Regions from separate parts of the Triticum aestivum genome. Here region 2 is linked to region 1. A link is a contact called in public Hi-C data. All regions are on one chromosome and are shown on one strand. The core of a region is the stretch at or near the end of the contact, and the rest is flanking DNA. Distances in the headings are between cores, read along the strand shown. Region 1 holds the start of LOC123069239 (polyadenylate-binding protein-interacting protein 11). Region 2 holds the start of LOC101290665 (gibberellin 2-beta-dioxygenase 3).

Region 1 (3,202 bases), core at 448-2,947:
AGACTAACATCACTGTGTAGCATTTCTAGTATCTAATAACAGTACAACTAAAGCCTTCAAGTTAAAGTAACTTACTTGCCCACAATTAGCAAAGATTTCAGCAAGTCTTTCCTCTGTCACCTAACAGACAATCAAAATCATTAGATCCAACAGGCACTCAAGAATGTAGCTATGCACACTAATACAATCATCAATTACTCACTGTATGGTCGAGTTCAGAGACATAAACGGTTCGCCGGATGCTCTCTTCCCTGTCTGCACGCCTCGCCCTCTCGTTTGTCCTCCTTCCATGATTGATGTATACATTCCTCCTCTCATTATCTACAAAATTCCTCCTCTGGTGGATAGGAAAACACACTTATCATTTCTTATTCCTGCTAGTACCTTTCCAATGGAATCATACTATCCAAACTTAATTATTACAAGCAGCTGATCTGGAGAAGAATCACATTATTAAACAACAGACAGCTGAACCAAAACCACGGAAAAGTCTAGTCTAAAATGAATTGCTCTAAATATCAAAGTGAAAAGGCGTCCACATTCTAATTTATGTTTTCTCTGAACTGAATTGCCAGATTCAGAGACTACCTAATAATAGGAAAGTGTACGAGTAGATCAGGGTTAAAGATATGATACTTTTTAATATCTGGATTTTACATCGATCTGAATTCTTAAGTGAAATTATATGTTTTAGAACTCACATGAACTGGGATATTTTAACCAAAACAAGCCAAATCAATAGGATCTAAAACCCAGAATATTATTAATCAAACACACCGACGATCTAAGCAGCAGAGAAAACATATCTCACAAAGAGATTTGCAGATAGATAGTGCACTAGTCGTGACTCTGAAGCGAAACCTCACTATAACCAAGGGAACCTCGAAAAGAAGAACATGGCAAGGCTTTCACTAAAGAACGCCAACAACCACACCACGCAAACCACCAACCGCCGGTAACGCCATCCAACGCAAATGAGGGAAAAAAGATAACGTACCAAGTCTTCTTAACGTATCAAGTTATCAAGTAATGCAAAAAAGTAATCACGCCAAATCCTCCGCACAGGGGAAAACCACCCGCTCCGATCCGAGCCTTCCAATCCAACCAAGTCCCAGCCTCTGAATGATTGATGACACTAAAAGAGGCCGCAGAATTTTACCATGCGCTGCTGGTACCCAATGTACCCGGCGTCGGCGCCGGGGTACCCGGCGATCCCCCCGTTCCGGCCTCCGATCGGGCCGTAGTAGAACACCGGCGCGTCCGCCGACAGCCCCTTCCTGGGCGTGGCGGCCGCGGAGGACGGGACGAACTCCTTGGCGGCCGGGTTCAGCTTGGAGAGCAGGTCCACCAGCTTCTGCACGTCCTTGCGGTACTCCGCCTCCTTGGCCGCCGCCGCGGAAGCCGCGGGCGAGCCCTCCGCCACCGCCGCCATCCGCGCGGTCGCCTCGACAGCCGACACACCAGACGCCGACGACGATGCCTCCGTCCCTGGCCGAACCGCGCGGCGGACTGGACTGGTTGGTGGGATTCTAGCGAGGCGAGGGGAGGCCGTCCGTCTGGTGCAGGCTCTGCTCTGGAGTGCGGGGGAGATGGAGGAGGGGGTGGGAAGGTTCGCGTGCGATGCGTGGCACTGTGCCGCGCTCGTGCTCTCGCTCGCTAATGGCGTCGATTAGTCGCGGGTGGGTTTTGCTTTTACGGGGTTTTTGGCCATTTGCGGTGCGCAAATTATATGCCGAGAACCGGGGAGAAAAGGACGGGTGCGACGCGGGGCCGGTTTCTGCGTGGACGTGTTCTACACCATCAGATCCATGCGCCGGTACGTTTGGATTTAATGTTGGTCGATGGTTTAATGTCGACGGTTACTCTTAACCCGCAAAGCGCGTGGAATTACTCGTCGCTTAAATGGATGTATGTATTTCACAAACTATGCTTTGTTTAAACATTCACCAAAGCAAATTATCTTTATTAAGAGTTCGTAGAGCGGTTGATACGGTCAATCATTTCTAATGGATTCCATGTCACATAGAAACGACAATAAACACATGCTATATGATGGAGTGTGTTATCTATAGTATTTAATGAGATAAGTTCTTAAAATTATGTGATATCCTCCCCAAAAAAAAAAACACCAGTTGCCCTATGCGCCGCTAAGACGTTAGAGCATCTCCAACAGCCACGCTAAACGAGCGCCGCGCTGCAAAAAATGCCATTTTAGCGCGCGCTACGCGGCGGCTCGCTCCAGCGGGCACTTAGCGCGCGCGCAAAAACGGCGCGCGCGATACCGGGTTGGGCGCGCGGTCAAAACCGCTTATCCGCGCGGTGTATTTGGAAGCGCCAGCTACAGCGCGCGGCACACTCGAGCGCTCGCGCCCGCACTCTCGCCCTCTCCTTGTCCTACGCCCCGCACGCGCCGGCGCCGGCGCCCTGCCCCCGCCATGGACGCGCACACCGGCGCCTGCTCACCCCGTTGTACATCCGCGAACCCCCCGCCGCCGCCGCCGCCGCCGGAAACCCTAGCGCGACGAGCGCGGGCGTCGCCGCCGCCGGAGCTCCGCCGAGCGTCGGCCTCGCGCGCAGCCTCTTCTTGCCGCCGCGGATGACTACGGCGCCGGCGCCGGGTGGCGTCGCGCCGGCGCCATCCCGTGCCGCCGCCGCACCGTCGAAGAAAGTACCCAATGCGGCGCGGACGAAGAAGGGCAAAACATCCGCAAAGAAGAACAAGGCGGCGGACGGCTCCGGCATGGCGAGGGGGAAAAAGCTTGCAGGGCGTTCGACGGCCGCGGCGGCTACCGAAGCGCCGGCGAGCTCACTCGTTGAGCCGGCCGCCGACGCGCACCAAGTGTTCGACGAAATGCCCCCAAGGTGAAAAAATTTCCAAGTATTTTTTTCTTCTTATTTTTTCAATGCATCATCATTTTACATATAGATAGCTTATTTGCATTGTTCAAAAAAATTGTAGTCTCAACGATGATGCATACATGTCCACTATGGGTGTTGGGTCCAACAATTCGCATTAGTCTCAAACCAATGACATCCATTTCGAAGACCATGAGTTTGAGGTGGACGAGGAGGGTGAGGGAATTGTCGAGGCGCCGAGAGGAAGAGCGGGCAATTACTCCACCACCGATGACAAGTTACTATGCAACACTTATTTGCATGTCTCCAAGGATCCATCCATTGGAGGTGATCAAAGTAGAGACGC
Region 2 (3,202 bases), core at 226-2,725, 350 kb after region 1:
AACCCCGTCAGGAGGCGGCCCTGCAGCTCCGGCCGCGGCGGGTAGTGGTTCACCCGGACCATGCTGTCGCTCTCCGCGTCCGACACCAGCCGCGACAGCGCGTCCGCCGGCGCGACCCCCAGCCCCTCCGCCATCAGCTCCAGCACGCCGCACGCCATCCGCCGCACCGCCGCCGCGTACTCCTCCAGAAGATCCCTGACAACAAAAAAAAGACCACCAAAATATCACTCAATGCATTTCTCGGCGACACCGATTAATGAATGATGTCAAAAGAGATGCGGATAGAGATGGGGCGCGGCGGTGTGGAGTGCAAACGGCAGCACGTCACCGGAGCGGCAGAAAGGCAGCGTACGTACGTAGCTGGACGGGCGGCGCGTCGACACGGATGCGCGGCGACGCCGACACGTGCGAACGGAGCAGCACGGCAAGTAGAGAGTGATCGAAAGGAACGGGCCGACCGTTACGTCGCCGCCGCACGTGAGTCAAACGTTAAAGATTCGCCGCCTCCGTACGTCGGCCGCGATAAATAGTGAAGCTCCACGCGGCCACGAAAGGCCGACCTTATCCACGGAAATTCTCCTTATATTTTCAAATTTGCTTTTCAGGAACTCTAAACTATTCAACGAAAAAAAATCCCACAGCTTCGTGTTTTAGGGACCTGGCAAATTGACTGGTGTTGCTAGCTAAGATTCACTTTTGGTACACTTTAGGAGTTCAGGTAATGCTCTCCAACTGACAGTGATTGGACTGTTCGAACACGCATTTTGAGCAGAGCAGATCATGAGAGGGCGGGAAGAAAAACGTGGCGTGGCATGTGTGCATGTGCATGTGCATGTGTTTGTCAGCGGAGGGAGGGGGTGCCGGTGCAGACGCGGAGGGCGCATGTAAAATGTACGCGTGCATGGGTGGCGAGCGAACGAACTCACCGCAAGGGGCAGGGGGGCTCGGACAGTGACGCCACGGCGGCGCCCGCGCACGGCAATGTCCAGGACGTGAAGGAGGCGGCGGGCAGCGCGCCGGCGGGGGTGACCCCCAGCATGACGTACTCGATCCACCCGAGGTCGCCGGAGACGCCGATCCGCTTGCTGCCGTACCCGAGCGGCCGGCCCGCGGCGGCCTCCTTCTCGGCCTGCGGCAGCGCGAAGAACTCCGCCGCGGCCGCCTCCGCGGCGCGCACGAGCTCCGGCGGCACCCCGTGGCCGGTCACCTTGAAGAAGCCCTGCTCCTCGCACGCGGACACCAGCGCGCGCGCCGCGGCCGCGCGGCCGGGCCCCGGGGCGGCGGACAGGTCGATCGCCCGGACGTGGGCCAGCGGCGGCTGCGCCGCCGGCAGCGCTATCTGCTCGAGCTCGCCCTTGGCAAGAACCACCATGGTCGGTCGGCTTCTTCTTCCTTGGTCTCGAGGAAACAGAGGAGAAAGCAGGGCAGGAAGGTTTGATCGAGCAAGCGCGAGAGCTCTTCGAGTCGAGTGATACGAGCCGAGCTCGTTGCCCTCTATTTATAGGCGCACCGGCCCGCCCGCCGGAAGTTTGGGTTGGTACAAGTACAGCCTCTGAATATTCCGCGCGCTCTGCCTGTGCACCTGTGACGCTGTAGTGCGTTGATCTGGGCCGTCAGATCGAGCACCAATGGCACGGATCGCTAGTGTCATCATGGGTTGCCGTTTCGCTCATCGTTACATTAGATCGGTAGTGTCCGTGCCGGTTTAATCCCTGCCGTCTGAGCACTTCAGTACGTACGCGGAATGTGTGTTTTCTACGTCAGTGATGACACATGGCTCACATATTACGATTGTTTTGTTTTTCGGTTTAGAATTCCTTGCTGGCGACACAGAAAATCTTGAAAGTCCATCATAGTCACACTTCCAGAAAACTTACTTGGGTCAGAGCCTTCAGCCTTCAGAGCGATGGCCGATCGGGGTCACTTTCAATCTTGGTCATCTTTTGACGATATTGCTTACAAGTTACCACCATGCGGACGACGTATACGAGTCTTTTTGCCAATACCTGCAAAATGCTCTTGAATAGCCAGGCAAGATACTTGTGGGTCTTAAACACTGAGCATAATAGTATATACATGGACCAATAATGCCGTGGATTTGCCGTGGCGTGGTGGTACAATGCACTCCAGCAGAATAGGAAAATACTTGTGCAGCACTTGCTCAGAGGACCACAAGGATAATATGTCCGTCCGGGTTCATTTCCTTCTTCAAAAATAGGAATGGACTGCATGAACGGGGAGCCCCGCTGAGCTGTCCATGCTAAAAAAATCCTCGCCAGGTGCAAGAGATAGACGCAGATAACGTGTGCTGTATGCCTATATTTATCGCTTGCGAACCCAAGAACAATAATCTCACGTTCTAGATGGGCCTTGACGTCTTTTGGCCACATTAGACCAGCACGCATTTTGCCAACTTCGGTTTGCTAATCGCTACTGAAGATTGGGATCTTTACAGGTATCCCAATAGCTCTTTTTAATCACGATAGTTGGAGACGCTCACTGATGGTCTGGGAAACACATTAAGCAGATCCACAACCCTCTATTCATGTAAAAAAAAAGGGTACCTATGTGAGTAGGCTATGGGGTCTCTATTATCCGTGTTTTGAAACGAACTATTATCCGTGTTTGTCAAAAAAAACTCATCCTATCTTAATGAATGAAATCAGAATGCTGTTTTTCGTCAAAAAAAATATTATCCGTGTTTGTGACGAAGGCAGTAAGATCCAAGTTACACTTAGAAAGGCTTCAGAGAAGGACGGCTGGAGCTTGAGTCATTTTCAACCTTGGTCATCTTTTGACAAAGAAGCCACTGCAAGTACCTAACAATATGCTGATTTACTATTTATAATTTTTCTGTTTTTTTGGAAAGGTTTAATTTATTTTGCACCATTCCTTAGGTTTAATATGCTTGAAACCATTTCCTTTAAAGAAACAGAAACAATATTGCAATAGCAAGGGGTTCATGCTAATAATCCTCGCCAAGCTAGCTGGTGCAAGAAATGTATGCTAATAAAGTGTGAATGCTTGTAACTTGCAAATTCCAGAAATCTCGTCTATTCAAAAGATAATTGTCTCAATTATGCTGGTATGTGAGTTTAATTAGTCAATCAACTTGTAATGCAACTGGTAAGACCTAAGATGGTGTGGCCCAGCGGCGAATCCACGTTATAGCTGTGGGATCAGATGTCCCATAGCTTTTTTG

What was found. A called contact is a pair of places that touch in the nucleus more often than the background predicts.
Region 2: a contact with region 1 is called in a Hi-C map of leaf, with 4 times the contacts expected there. The contact joins the promoter of LOC101290665 here to the promoter of LOC123069239 in region 1. A contact is called at or near these places in 3 of 5 Hi-C or Micro-C datasets (all in leaf).

Annotation. Positions count from the first base shown.
Region 1 is chr3B:177,894,603-177,897,804 of IWGSC CS RefSeq v2.1, forward strand. It overlaps LOC123069239 (polyadenylate-binding protein-interacting protein 11), which reads right to left and starts at 1,698. Exons shown (of 10, transcript XM_044492038.1): 1 at 1,160-1,698; 2 at 203-337; 3 at 76-120. The coding sequence starts at 1,432.
Region 2 is chr3B:178,243,590-178,246,791 of IWGSC CS RefSeq v2.1, forward strand. LOC101290665 (gibberellin 2-beta-dioxygenase 3) reads right to left here and starts at 1,476. Exons shown (of 3, transcript XM_044492041.1): 1 at 927-1,476; 2 at 1-195. The coding sequence starts at 1,372.